Linked DNA regions of Mus musculus: region 1 is linked to region 2. The links are chromatin contacts, called in public Hi-C maps. All regions are on one chromosome and are shown on one strand. Each heading gives the region's core, a stretch centred on a gene start, on an enhancer-like site or on the middle of the called end of the contact. The rest is flanking DNA. Distances are from core to core; before and after follow the strand shown.

Region 1 (7,747 bases), core at 1,077-3,576, 250 kb after region 2:
TAGTCGCAAGGAAATCAGGTAAAGAGTAATAGACCTGTCACCTGACTCCCCTAGCTTCTGAAAGCGCACACACCATACACAGAGAAAGAGAGAGAAAGAGATAGACAGACAGACAGACAGACAGAGATAGAGACAGAGAGACAGGAACAGAGAGACAGAGAGAGACAGAGAGAATAAATTACCATTCATCTTTAACAATATATATTCACATTTCAAATGATTTATTAGTCATAATGTGATAAAAAATCTTAGAAGTAAAAAACAACATAGCGGTTCACATCTTTAATCTTATTATTCAGAAGGCTAAAACAGGAGGACTGAGCTCAGTACCAACCTGGGCTAATAGTGAGTACCAGGTCAGCCAGAATTGCATAGCAAGAACCTGTCTGGAAAAAAAGAAAGTAGAGTTAAAATAGACGCTCAACATTTACTACTAGCCTTATACTCTTTAAACAAATCAAAGTGACCTCCTAGTTCTCACAGTGACAATATCCCTTACAAACACCAGTTACAATCATAAAATCAGTTCTATCACAGTGCATTTTTGTTTGTTTGTTTTTGGTTTGTTTTTCGAGATAGGGTTTCTCTGTGTAGCCCTGGCTGTCCTGGAACTCACTCTATAGACCAGGCTGGCCTCGAACTCAAAAATCTGCCTGCCTCTGCCTCCCAAGTGCTGGGATTAATACTTAGTGTATGAAGATTAGCCTGTATGTATGTGTATCTGTTTCTGTGTGTATTTATGTCTCTGTGTGTCTGTATATGGGTGTGCATCTGTATGTGTATGTGTGCATGTGTCTATGTATATATATTTGTGTGTTTGTGTGTGTGTCTGTTGTATGTGTCTATGTGTGTGTTTGTGTGTATTTGTCTCTGTGTGTCTCTGTGTGCATATGTTTGTGTATGTGTGTGTGTGTGTGTATATATATATATATATACATATATACATATATATATATACATATATATACATACATACATACATATGAGGAGTCTTTCAGGTATATCTATGCTAAGTCTTGATTGTGGTTATTCAAGTGCTAACCACTTGGAGTTATTTGGCTGGCTGGTTGGTTGGTTGGTTAGTTGGTTTGAGCTATTTACATTGTTTGGTTTTGCTTTTGAGGCAGGGTCTCTCACTAACCTAGACAAGTAGGCCAGCCTAGCTGGCCAGGATGTCCCAGAGCTCTCCTTGTCTCTGCCTCCCCAGCACAGGTCTTTTGTTTAGAAACAATGCTTCTGGGGATTAAACTAAGGCCCCATGCTTACAAAGCAAAGACTTTACCAACTAAGCTAACTCTCCAGCCTTCTGAATCCAATATTTTAAATTCTTCACGTAAACTTATCAGCAAGGAAGAGGGTTCTGAATTACTCATATTGGGTTTCTTGGCAGCACAGGCAACCTTCCGAAGCTGGTCCTGCCAACACTGTCAGCTCCCACCTGGTGTTCCTCAGAAAGCTGGCTTATCTTTCTATCAGTTGACTAAACAAGAAACCAACTCAAATCAGTTTTTTTAATCAGGTAATTAACTTGGAACATTCAAGAGGTAGGTTGCTGCATATCAATTATTATTTTAACTGAAGTATGAATATCATTCTTATAGGAAGTAACAGAAGCAGGTTACATAAAGAATAGATTTTCCTGGAGCAACACCAGAGTCTGTAATGTTATCATCTACCTTACCTATAGACTCTAAGAACTCAGTGTCTTAAAGTTAAAAATCAAAAATTTTTATTACCGTGTGTCTCAATTTGACTAAATTCAGCATTAAAAAAAATTTTTTTTTTAATTACATGGTGCCAAATGACTGAATTTGCTGAACTTTTCAATTATTTATTTGGGTTGCATGTAGACATATGTTGATTTCACAAGGAATGTGTCATGCATATTAAAGATCATAATTAATCATTGCTCATTTGAGAGCAAGATCGTTTATGCTCATAACTTCTTCTCTGCCTTCCAAAAATAAATAAATAAACTCAGACTAGAGTAAAAAAAAAAATCATAATAGTGTTGGGTAGAAAGCAGCAGTTTGACACTTCCAGTGTCAATAGTGCAAAAATAGTACTGAATCTAAATAGTGCTGAAAGTATTGGGCAGATAGAAAGTAATCTTAAGCAATCCATGGCCATCTTTTCAGCATGTAACACTGCCCATGTTGTATGTTTCAAGTTCATTGCCTCTGTTCATCCGCTTTCCCTGGGGAGCCACCGATTCTTCTCTAAATATTACTTATCAAACCTCCCGAGTTTCCCAAGTCAGTGTGAATCACAGACTCTTCTGAGAGTGTGGTTATTTATCGCACCCCTTTACCACATTGCTATGAAATTAGTCACTGATTCATGTCCTTATGATCACTTTCTGTGAGGGAAGCACTTACTGAGAGCCTCTGTGAGACAGTCACCCTTCGTCTGCAGGCCTGAGACCAACAGCATCCCCTCACATGTCAGAATCCGCTTCAGAATTATTAGACTCACACATCAGCAGCTCCAGCGTGAATCAGGAACCCTGATGCTACAGAGAAGTAACCTACCAGGGGATTTTTAGACTGGTTACGTCTTGAGCTTTGTGTCAGACAGAAAGATGCCCCCCGATGAGGGAATAAATGTAGTGATAAGAGGGTTTTAAATTTGACCTGAGGACTTGACCTCTCCACCTCGAAGCTGCTTTCCCAGTGCTGAGCCATGAGAGCTCCCACCCAAGGCTAGGGAGGGCAGAGAGCATTGCCTCACTTTCTTTACTTCAAATGGTACAGGGTACAGTTTTCAGAGACTCCCCCAAGTTGAAAGAGCAAAGGGTTAAAGGTAAAGGAGAATAAGACCCACACGGCAGAGCAATTTGAAAAAAGCAGCAGAGTCTCAGAGTTAATGTTAATCACAGAGATGTACTGACCCCACCATTTGAAAAAAGAACCCACTCTGCTATTCCAAATTACCATTATACAATATGGCACACTCAGATATTTGGCAGGCTAAATCCTGATTCCACAGCAAGGCATCATAAAGCAGACCCAAAAGAAATAACCCTCAAGTTGCAAAAGCCAGAGGGCTGAGGCCTAGTAACGTTCCACACTCTTATCTAAGAGCTAAATAATGTCCTCTCTAGAGAGGTGTTGTATCCACTCCAGGAAAGAATTCTATTCTTGTAATCTAGGTAGTAGGACTGCAGAAGTAACCCCTGTAAGTACCTGCCTGGCATGCACAAAGCCCTGGGGCTGGTCTACACCCCCCTACACCGGCTCCACCCCTCAGCATAAACTAGGTGTGGTGGTACATGCCTAGAATCCCAGACGGGAAGTTGGAGGCAGGAGGATGAGGAATTAGCCATCCCCCACTGCATTGTGAGTTTGAGGCCAGTCTGTGCTATGGGAGACCCGGTCTCAAAAAAAAACAAAAAGAAACTCTTTTATATCTAGTAGATGCTATATAAATAATCATAGGGAGATATTCTACGCGATTAAAAAATAACCACATACAATATTGGTAACTACATCTATATATTAATAATAAATCTTATCACCAATTTCTAGGATAAGTGTTCATTATGTTCTCAAAGATCAGCCTGGAAATAAGTTCATGTAAAAAGTAATGGATTAAAGTTTTGATATATACATTTATTTATTTATTTATTTATTCACTTTACATACCAATTGCTGCCCCCCGTCCCCGTTTCCACACACAATGTTTCCCCTATCCCCATCCCCTACTCCTCTGAGAGGGTGGCATTCTCCCCTAGGTGTCCCCCACACTGTCACATCAAGTCTCTACAAGGCTAGGCACATCCTCTCCCACTGAGGCTAGGCAAGGCAGCCCAGTTAGGGGAACAAATTCCAAAGTCAGGCAACAGCTTTTGGGACAGTCCCCAATCCAGTTGTTGGGGGCTCCACATGAAGACTGAGCTGCACATCTGCTACATCTGTGCAGGGGGCCTAGGTCCAAACTGTGTATGCTCTTTGGTTGGTGATTCGGTCTCTGAGAGCACCCAGGGGAAATTTTCCATATATTTTTATAAAATTTGTTTCTCTTACTTTAAAATACTTTCTCCACGTTAAAGAAATATATAGCAATAAAGCTATAGATGAAAACCACAGTGGCATCTAAATGGGAATGAGAGAGAACACTCGATACTTTCCATTGGTCCCTACATTTCTGAAGCAATGTTGTCAGATGTTACCAACCATCGTAAAAGCTGCTTCACCCTCTGAACAGAGCCTGGGGAACCTTTCACTTTTCTATTTAAAGATAGTCCCCGACAAATTTATCCAGTCTGCACTCTGTCATTCAGAAAACCATCACTTTTGCGATGTGTAAAATGTAATCTACCTGAAAAACAACAAACGGATTGGCAAAAGTGAGTATAAAAACGTCCCTGAAATGGCATGGATTTGAAAGCAACAACATGCCCATTTTACCCTTTACTGCTAACGTTTTCTATCTGCAATGCTCCCTCAGTGACAGTAACGTCCTTTAAGATAGTGTGCCAACATAAAGACAACTCCTAAGAGACAATCACAACTCTAAGTTACATTGTTGCTAATATGGTGTCATATTAGTGGCATAAACAAAATATACACCCAAGGCTTCTCCTTGGAAGATTACACACTGTTTGTTGGGCTGGTGAGATGGCTCAGCAGGCAAAGGAGTTTGCCACCAAGCCTGACTTCCTAAGTTTGATCCCCCAGGATCCACAGAATGGACAGATAGAACCTCCTTTCTCAAGTTGCCCTTGTATTTCACAAGTGTGCCACGGAGCACACACACACATGCACACACGCTGACATGCACACATAAAACAAATGTGATGAATATAATCTTAAAGGCATGTACATCAAGAACTACAGTTCTCGGTGCTTTTATCAATGTGTACTTAACGTATGCTGTACTGTCTAATTTTATGTGCCGTCATTTTGTTAGAGATGGGGGTTGTATTCCACAATTAAAAGAGCATATTTTATATTTATCCTTCCACCATGCCAGCCTCCTGGTGATAAGTTCTCAGTGGCAGAGTTGACACATCTGTGCTATGAACTCTTTTCAGACTTTGAGGTTCTTAGGCTGTGCCACAAGGCTTCTGAAAACATTCCTATCAGAGACAAAAGAAAGAATTAATTTCCCATGTAAGTGCTAATGCCAGCTCATTATTTCTTTAAATGTAGCCAAGTTGGTAACCGTAAAACATTACCACATTTTTGTTTTTGTTTATGCTCACTTGGGTACCACCGAAGTGGATAGGGCCTATTGCTGAAGGCATTTTAAGGCCAATGAAGCCCCAGGGGAAGACAATTAAACACTAAATGGGGAAGGCACCTGGGAAAGTTCTCCTTTATCAGAAAGAGGCATTGAAAGAATGCACGGCATTAAGATCAGAAAATAATTTAGATCTTGTGATGATTGTAGATAGTCAAATCTCCATTGCAGATGTCTACACAAGTGTGAATGCAGATTACAGAGATTGCAGGTAGGTAAGGTTCTGATGGTATCAGTTGGTGTGAGCATCTGTGACAGGGTTTGAACTTCCAAGCCTCCCCCTTTACTCTGTTCTTCCAGGTTGCATTCATCCTGATGTTGCTTTGAAGTTCAGTCACAGGCTGTTTTATTAGGGCCGTGCAGAAAAGTAGGTAGGTAGATAGATAGATAGATAGATAGATAGATAGATAGATAGATAGACCAATATAGATTTATCGATATATATATGATATAAAAGATATCTTCTATATTGGAGTCATAAATGCCCTTAAAGGATGCTGACATTACAGAGGAACATTGCTGGTCTAATGGAAGCATTTAGTGGTAAACAGGGATGGAGCCAGGCCATGACAGGGATGCTGTGATTGCCTCTATGGCACTGGCTCAGCCTTCTCTATGTGTGGCCACTGTAAGAAACAACTGAATTTTTATTGCATTATTTGAAATTTGTGCACATTGCTTGGTTTCTGCCTTCTGAAACATTGAATCTATAGATTTGAGGAAAGTATCTTATTTTGACCAATTTTACAGTGTATATGAAAGACAGGATTACAGCAAAGACATAGGGAAAAATAGTAAGTTAAAGTTTTCAATATATATAACTCAGACACCAATTTAGTACTACATACTAATATTAAATTATAATATTAAGGTCTATTCCTCTAGTAGATTTAAAGTACACAAAACTGTGACACCCTGATTTCTTCTCTACTATACAACAGTACCCAGCATGGTTTTCGTTCGTGAAAATTCTCTTAACTGAGTCTATCAGGGCCCTGGGAATTTCTGTGTAGGTGGAGGGAGACACAGCTAACACATGCACCAAAGTGCATTTGAGGACACAACTTGTCACATCACATCAAGTGATAGGTGGGTCTGGACTCTCATGAATTCACATGAGAACATGATTACTCAAACCTGTACCCTGTGTCTTCTTTAAACCAGGTCTGCCTTTAATTGACTAGTATCTGGATCAAAGGTATATATATCATCGCACCACTCGGTGGGACACACAGAAAGACCATTCTGAATAGGTAGCTCCAATGGAGAGTTAACCTCATCAGGACAATGTATCCTATCCACTGTGTGTCAGCTGTGAGGAAAGAAGGAAGCAAGGAAGGAAGGAAGGAAGCAAGGAAGGAAGGAAGGAAGGAGGAAGGTGTGGTTTTTGGTTTTAGTTTTTGTTTTGTTAGTTGGTTGTTGTTATGAAATGGGTACTGAGGTAGAGTCTTTGTCTTAGTCAGGGTTTCTATTCCTGCACAAACATCATGACCAAGAAGCAAGTTGGGGAGGAAAGGGTTTATTTGGCTTACACTTCCATACTGCTGTTATCTATCACCAAAGGAAGTCAGGACTGGAACTCAAGCAGGTCAGGAAGCAGGAGCTGTTGCAGAGGCCATGGAGGGATGTTCTTGCTGGCTTGCTTCCCCTGGATTGCTCAGCCTACTCTCTTATAGAACCCAAGACTACCAGCCCAGAGATGGTCCCACCCACAAGGGGCCTTTCCCCCTTGATCACTAATTGAGAAAATGCCTTACAGTTGGATCTCATGGAGGCATTTCCTCAACTGAAGCTCCTTTCTCTGTGATAACTCCAGCTGTGTCAAGTTGACACAAAACTAACCAGTACAGTCTTCTACATCCCAGGCTAGCTTCAAACTCACTATACAGCCAAAGGTGGTCTTGAACTCCTAAACTTACTTCTTCCACCTCCTAAATATTGTGATTATAAGTACACACCTCAAGCACCCTGCAGTACCATTCTGATCTTATTCTACCTTCCAGAAAGCCACAGTCTTCTTGGCCCACAGTCGATTATATGTCAAACCTGAGGTCCTAGGTAGAAAGTGCTAGGAACAAACCAGGTGAGTGAGTCTTCTAGAGAAATACTCAAGTGTGCTGGTGCCTTAAAATTGGTTTTAGATTTATATGGCAATGTCCCTTTGGGCTTGGTAGAATTCCTATTCTGTGCTATCCTTGTCCAGGAACATGAGGTCTAAGGACTGAAAAACAAAAACAAAAACAAAATAACAAGAAGATCAACGATGACAACCAGATGGCAACTTGAAGGTACATGATTCTAGAGATGGAAAGAATTTCATGTATTATCTAATTTCTAATCTCTTGTTTCCAGCTGAGAAGTCCACCGACCAAAGCCACCACTGACTCAGATGCACACATAGATCAGGAGAGTTGTTGGTCTTTGTGTGCTGATGAGGAACACGAATGTTTAGAAAATGCAAAGAACCCATGTTATCCCAGAACTTGGAAGAGTAAAGTAGGAA
Region 2 (6,993 bases), core at 3,228-5,727:
CTCCCAGCATTGCCGGGTTCTTTGACAGTTGATTTATTGGTGTCAGTCCAAGCTACTTAGTTTCTCCCTAAGTTGCCAAATGTATCGTTTATAAAAACACAAGGTCCAAGGGGGAGAAAGGGTTCTTAAATGGTAATTGTAGTCACAATATTTCCTGTACATAGCATTGGCAAGATAGCACAGGGATGGTGCTTAATTCTCTTCTGCTGTTTCTTGGGAGGGCAGAAGTTATATCACCGGCAAGCCTAGAGTCACCTTAAGATGGCTGACTGCCTGCATCTGCCATGCTAAAGAGGAATGAAATATCACCAGGATGCAGAGGAAGGACTGCTGTGCTAAAAGAACTGGGATGGTCTGCCCCCCACATGCTGGAAATGCCTGCAGCTACAGGAGAACGGAAGATGCTTAATAGGTCAAAGAAAATCATGTTTCTAGGGTCACTCTGGGTTTTGAAAGCTGAATGTATTCTAATTGTATCCAGTTAACCCATATGACTTGGCCATGTCTCTCTTGCTGTGAAAATACCAGTGTTATCATACCAGGCAGTCGCCAGCATCAGGAGGGTACTCTCTGAAGCCCTCGTTCTGAGAATAAGGTCTTGAAGTATCCACTTGCAGCCAGGTGACCCTAGCATTCCCTTCTACCATCCAGCAAGCTCTATGCGGAGTACGGAATTAAATAAACAAGATGTGATCCAGGAGACAGCCATGTCTTCCTTATACATATTCATTCCTGGGCATGAATAAACATCTTTTCCAGAGTAAGCACTTATAATGTCCCCATGAAAATGACCAAGCCTGGAAGCAGGGAGCATACGATCTGATACCAGAGGGAACATGGGCACATGGCAAGCCCATCAGAGTATGGCAATACCACCATCTCATTTGTTTAGGCATTGTTTTATAGAATTCAAGCAAAATTAAATAGTAATAATAAATAGCAATCAATAATCAACAAGTACCGACTTTATTTTCCTCCCTACAACCCCTTGTGTGCATGTGCCTGTGCATGTGCGTGTGTGCACGCGCACGATCATGTGTGTTTCCTTGAAGCATGGTCTCATTGATCCCAAGAACTCAGACTGGCTTTAAATTCACTAGACATGACTATGATTTTGAGCTTTAGATCCTCTTCCTATGTCTCCCAGGTATTGAAATGGCATGTATGTGCCACCATGCTTGTCTCTAGTTAATTTGCATGCATTCGGTGTATATGCAGTCTACATTGTTAACAAATTATGTAGTGGAACTGGGCATCACATAATCTCTTGCTATCTACTTTCTGTGATTTTCTCTGTCATTTCAAAGGGAATTTTTTAATAAGAGGTGAGACCTACACTCACTTACCTATCAGATTATATCTTTAGACTGTAGCTAAAAGTTATGATGGCTTATTAGAGTGATGCTTGTAGGTTCTCTTCCAAAATCTATGACTTCACTAACTGAGTTGTTAGCTAGGTTTCCAGTACCAGGTATGGTGTCCATATTATTGATGGGCTTTAAGTCTAAGCTGTTGGTTACTGCCATGGTAGGAGTGTTACTACAGCATCCTTAGAGTTATCATGCCATGGTGGTTGACGTAGTTCATAGACATCATGGCTGTAAAGTGGAAATTTCTGGATATGCCAGGTGGTACAGACTGATCTAATGTTTTGCTAATGCAGACTCACTTGGTGTTTTACTAAAGCAAAACCTATGGGAGAACACATGATATTTGAAGAGAGTAACAGACAGTGACAGTGTGCTTGCATACCTGGCTTTGCAATGCTTCACTGGACTCAGGTCTGCATCTTCTCTGACCTTTGCTTGATTCATTGAAAGAGGCACAGCACAGAACTTCTCCTGGTGTCCCACCTGGTCCTTGTTGCTCCAGCTAACCTGTGCCAGTTCAGTGGAGCCCTGATGTGTTCTGCTAGATCATGCCACCGCTGCTAATTCATGTTTGCTATCCTGACACCACCAAACTGGACTGCTGGTATCCTGACAGAGAATGAAATCATCCCCCAAAGAATTACTTCTAAACAAGACCACATCCCCTTGTCCTATTTGTCATCTTGTCTCCCCTACCTTTGGATGGTGGACTAGAAAGGGGCTTGAAGTGTTTGAGAACTCATATTAAAAATAAGTTTTCAAAATCTAAGCCTACACAGCTGGGTAAGACTCTTGATTGCTTCCATCTTTCAGAAGCTTCCATAGCAAGAGGAGAAAAGAGAAAGAGGGAGAAGAAGGAAAGAAAAGACAGGAAATGGGAAGTGTAGAGGAAGAAGGATGAATATGGAGATGAGGAAGAGGATGGAGAGAACAAGAGCAGTAGAAACACATATAGACAAAACAGAGGCAGCCATCCAAAGACACAGCCTTATCTCTAGTCAAGCCTTAAGCTACAGCTTTTAAAGACACAATGAATACAGAGAAACCCTCAGAAAAAAGAACGGGACTTGAGGAATATAGCTTCCTCATCAGGGGATTGAACAAAGACAAGCTACTTGAACCCAGAACTACAAAATACATGGTGTTTTAAGCCATGCAGTCAATTCGATGGCTTATTACCCAGAAACAGAATACTAGGACAGTTCTTGGGGTCAGGTTGGGGGTTACAACAAGTATTCCACTTCTGTGCCACAGTCTTTCTATAATTCAGTTTTCTTTTCTTAGAATGGCCTTGATAGGTGCTGGTAACAGAAATTTCAATGCCACATGTGATTACATCAAATCCAAACTCAGGGGTCCCCATCACATTCTACTTTGTTCCTTCTCTGGCTTTGGTTGCATAGCACTTTGTTTTGGCAAACCTCAGGAGCAAATGTTGGGCTTGAGGGAGCATGTGCTATTCCTGGTGATGAATGCAATCTCTACTACAAAGCAGCGTATTGTTCAATAAAGAGTATCGATCTAATAATACCACAAACTGGAGTCTAGTGTGGTTCTTGAGCAATGACAGCCTTTCTGAGCTATAGTCTCTTGCCTAAGGTGGGATTAATCTTTGCCTTTCAGGGATTTAAGCTAAATACTAAGTGCAAAATATACACCATGGATTCAACATCTCTATTATTATTCCTACATATTATAATGTTGTGGCACAGAAATCACTTATATTAACACAATGAAAGTGCAGTCAAAAAAGTAGAAATTTAGACATACTACCTGCACTTAAAGATAATGACCTCTGTAAGATGTGAAGGTAGAGTAAAAATTATTTGTGTATATAGAAAACAAAGTTATATTCTTCAGAAATTAATTCCTTACGATAAAGTTAAGTGTAGGATTTTTAGAGGGAGAAATATTCAGGACTTCCAAGCTAGAAGTTTATAGATTTGATTACATAACCTAGACACTGTTTTTTGATAGGATATTCTCTTAACAGTTCAAGTGAGTGTTAATAGCTGCAAATGATTGACTGGGAGCAAAAGATCTTAGAATATAAGAATACTCAGAGAAGATACTGTGGTCCTGACAAAATTTATAGATTTCATTACTTAGTCAAACCTAAGTGAAACACAATACTAGAATGTAAAGGAACTTGACCAAAAAATAATGCTGCCAAGAGCTGATTCACTAGACTGGGATATCTATTTACTAGTTTTAATTACATGCATATGTGAGTATTTATGGAGGAAACACATAGGCTTTAGTGCAGAAGGCATCTATTCCCTGGAGCTACAGTTATAAACATTTGTAGCCATTTGACACCCAGTTCCATACTTGGAACTGAATATGGTCTTCTGGAAGATTGATTCACATTCTTCATTGCTGAACTATCCCCTCCAATGCCACCGTGGATGGCAGACTTTTAGGTGAGGGGAGTGAGATAGGACATTGTTTGTTGGTAGGGTATTCTCTTAACAGCTCAAGTGGGTGTCATATGGACAGGGAGCAGAATAAGATGCTAAAATATAAGAATATTCAGTGAAGATACTGTGGTCCTGATAATTGTCAGTAGAAAGAATAATTAATAATAACAAAGCCAATAATGATAATTACAATGATAAATTCTTGAAAAGTGGGAGTCTAACAATGAAACATCCTAAAAGTTAGTTGTTGACAATGACTATTAACATTCTATACTAGGAAATTGAATAAAGCAATCCATTTAACAAGATAGACCCTTATCCTTACCTTCTAAAACCTGGCATTAAAAGTCTACTATCCAACAGAGAATACACTTAGGGAGCTGGAGCAGGAGGACTGATCTGGAGGCCAGCTAGGGCTCCATAACTAGGGGGAGGAAGACAGGGAGGAGGGAGAGGAGGAGGATGGATGGATCGATGGATGGATGGATGGATGAATAGCAGTCCTTCTGGATATAGAAAATAAAGTCCTTCAAAAGCAATCCTAGGCTTTCAGCACTAGAAGAACATGTTTCCTTTCTTACAAAAAAGGCTTACACTATTTATTTGTATCTTAGTCCAGGGAAATGAGTAATAGGGACTTGCCAGTGAAATTCTTTCCTGACTACTCAACAGATCATATTTCCCACTTGGGAAAAAAAAAAAAAACCTGAAGCCTGAAGGAGCCATAGGGTCAGGAGACGGAGGATCTGCATTGTCTAACAAACTGCTGCGACTTAGTGTTGATAGTTGTCAAATTCCTCATCTGAAAATGTCTCCAATGGGCTCAAAGATGTGTACAGTCATGTGTGACTTTAGGAATGGGTCCTCTCTTGGCATTCCATCAGGATTCCTTCCCAGATTCCTTCCCACATTGGGCTTCCTCCAACACACATTTGGGTTAAGACCACAAAACGTCTGAAAAGCTCTCCCTGAGAATGAAACTGTCATTTTTCCCATGGCTACTGTTTCGTAGCTCAGGATCCCTTCCCCACTCATTGTCTATAACAACCGTGAGTGACTTCTCTCAGACCCTGTGACCATGAAGGATTGGTGGCTTGGGAGCATGGATTGTATGCGCATGCTTTATAACCCAGAAGCAGTGCTGGTCCTCCACCCTGTGGCAGACCAAGCAGAATAGAAACCAAGGATCTGGTTTGAGACTAAGAGTCACAAGAAGGCTGGGAAATTACCAGTTTCTGAAGAGGTGATTCCCATAAGCATAAAATGATAACCATGTCCCTGACTTCTCTTCTCTATATAACTCCAAATATAGAATGAAGAGTCATCAGAAGTTGTTGGTAAAAGGAGTTGGGATCTAGTCATAGTCAGCATAGGAAGACAAGGAGGGTCTTTTTAAGAGGTGACAAACAAAGGCCTGGGTGGAGTGACAAGGCATTGGGAAAAAGGTGGCTCTAAAGGAAAAGGTAGCAATAAGCTTTGCCACACTTACTTACCCCAGTAAGCACATAGCCACTAGCTCAGCACATTTCCTGAAAGTCTTGCATTCATCAAAATGCAATTATTCAAACCTAGAACTTTTTTCTTGCCTTTAAAATCCACTGAGAGTAGTAGAGGCCCCTCTACAAGTTATTTAGTCCCATTAGAGACTTGTGAAATTGGGAGGAAATGTCATTCATGGGCATGTGACAAAGTACGAACAAAATTCTCTCTGATGCTGGGCCCCTGGGTTTCACTTCTAAAGTCACCTAGCCTTGGGGTTTAGGACAAAATTTCTGCAAGCAAGAACATCATGACTTCATAAATGTGAAGACCTAAGGAAAATCTATGGATTCCTCACATGCAGGTGGCAATGCCACAGAGTGTGAGCACATTTTTCTCTCTGCTTCTTAATTTCCCCTACTCTGAGAGCAGTGGCTTCATTCATTCACTATGTCATGTTCCTGGGCAGGCCTGGCTCACATACATATGTACATTTGAAATGCCATGAGATTTCAAAGCCCAGAGACCAAGAATTTGATCTTTTCCAAGCTTACCTGTGTTTCTCTAAGTAGATAGTTCCTCCTTCATAGTAATGCATTTGGGAACATTAGGACCATACTATGTCAGGCAGGTGTCTAAAAGGAACCTGGGGAAGGCAGAGGATTAACCACCAACGGAAATTCAGTTTCAACAGCCTTCATTAACCCTGCGAGTGATTATAACCACTATCTTTGAATTAAGAAAAAAGAATCAAGCTTTCCCCCACCTCCCCATACCACTGAACTGATCTTTCAGAAGGAAAACTGTTAGAGCACCTGTATCTATGTCTCATGTGGCTTTTGTTACCAACCTCTGTCCTCAATGTAATCATATTTCTTTTTAATTTTTCTTCCTGCCAGAGGTTAAGAGATTTCTTTTGCTCAAAATGCTTTCTTGTTCTGTTACTAAGAGTCAGCACTGGATCTTATGTCATCAGACACAAGCTACTATTTTCTTACCAGTCTCAAATGAAGACGACAGACAGTTGGTGAGGCAAAGCTAGTTGGATGTCATGAAGACACTGCAGGCTTAGGGCTTGGAAGATGCAATACAGTGACCCAATCATTTAACTTCTTTGCAATCTATTCTGTTTAGTCAATATTTATGGACAATATTATGTGTGCTGGACATTGTGGTAGCTCTAGTGGTAGTGAGGCAAGTGAGTCACTGCCTTCTTCAGAGAGCTTCTGATTCTTGTGAATCCAGATGGGCCTGGTGTCTATGGAAGTACAATGTCCTAGAAGCAGCAATCTAATCATGTGATGATCCATGGTGGGTTTCAGAAAACCTTTCCCTCCCTCTCCCCTTCCTCCCTTTCTTCCTCCCTCCCACCCTCACCCCTCCATCCCTCCCCTCATCTCCCTTCCTCCCTTCCTCCCTCCCTCCCTCCCTCCCTCCCTCCCTCCCTTCCTTCCTTCCTTCCTTCCTTCCTTCCTTCCTTCCTTCCCTCCTTTATGCTTTCCTTTCTTCCTTCCATTTCCTCTCTCCTCCTCCCCTTTCTCCTTCTGTTGAAGTGGGGTCTCTCTGTGTTGCTCAAGTTGACTTTAAATGTGTTAGCTCAAGTTATCCTTCTACCTTCAGTTTTCCAAGTAGGAGGAACTACATCTGTGTACTGTTATGCTCATCTGTTTAGGAAATGTTTTTAAAACATGGTACCTAGGCTGGATATTTAGCTCAGTGATAGA

The links. A called contact is a pair of places that touch in the nucleus more often than the background predicts.
Region 1: a Hi-C map of adipose-derived mesenchymal stem cells shows a contact between it and region 2, with 2.4 times the contacts expected there. The contact joins two enhancer-like sites. A contact is called at or near these places in 2 of 484 Hi-C or Micro-C datasets (the C2C12 cell line and adipose-derived mesenchymal stem cells).

What each region holds. Positions count from the first base shown.
Region 1 is chr2:9,731,130-9,738,876 of GRCm38.p6, forward strand. No RefSeq gene overlaps it. Among named protein-coding and RNA genes, the nearest start is that of Gm13218, 140 kb to the left of the region's middle. Within about 2 kb of position 2,327, at least 26 of the 459 cell types and tissues checked have an H3K27ac peak or open chromatin away from gene starts, as enhancers often do. A contact at or near this core is called in the C2C12 cell line and adipose-derived mesenchymal stem cells, where this site is marked.
Region 2 is chr2:9,477,419-9,484,411 of GRCm38.p6, forward strand. No RefSeq gene overlaps it. Among named protein-coding and RNA genes, the nearest start is that of Gm13218, 110 kb to the right of the region's middle. Within about 2 kb of position 4,478, at least 55 of the 459 cell types and tissues checked have an H3K27ac peak or open chromatin away from gene starts, as enhancers often do. A contact at or near this core is called in the C2C12 cell line and adipose-derived mesenchymal stem cells, where this site is marked.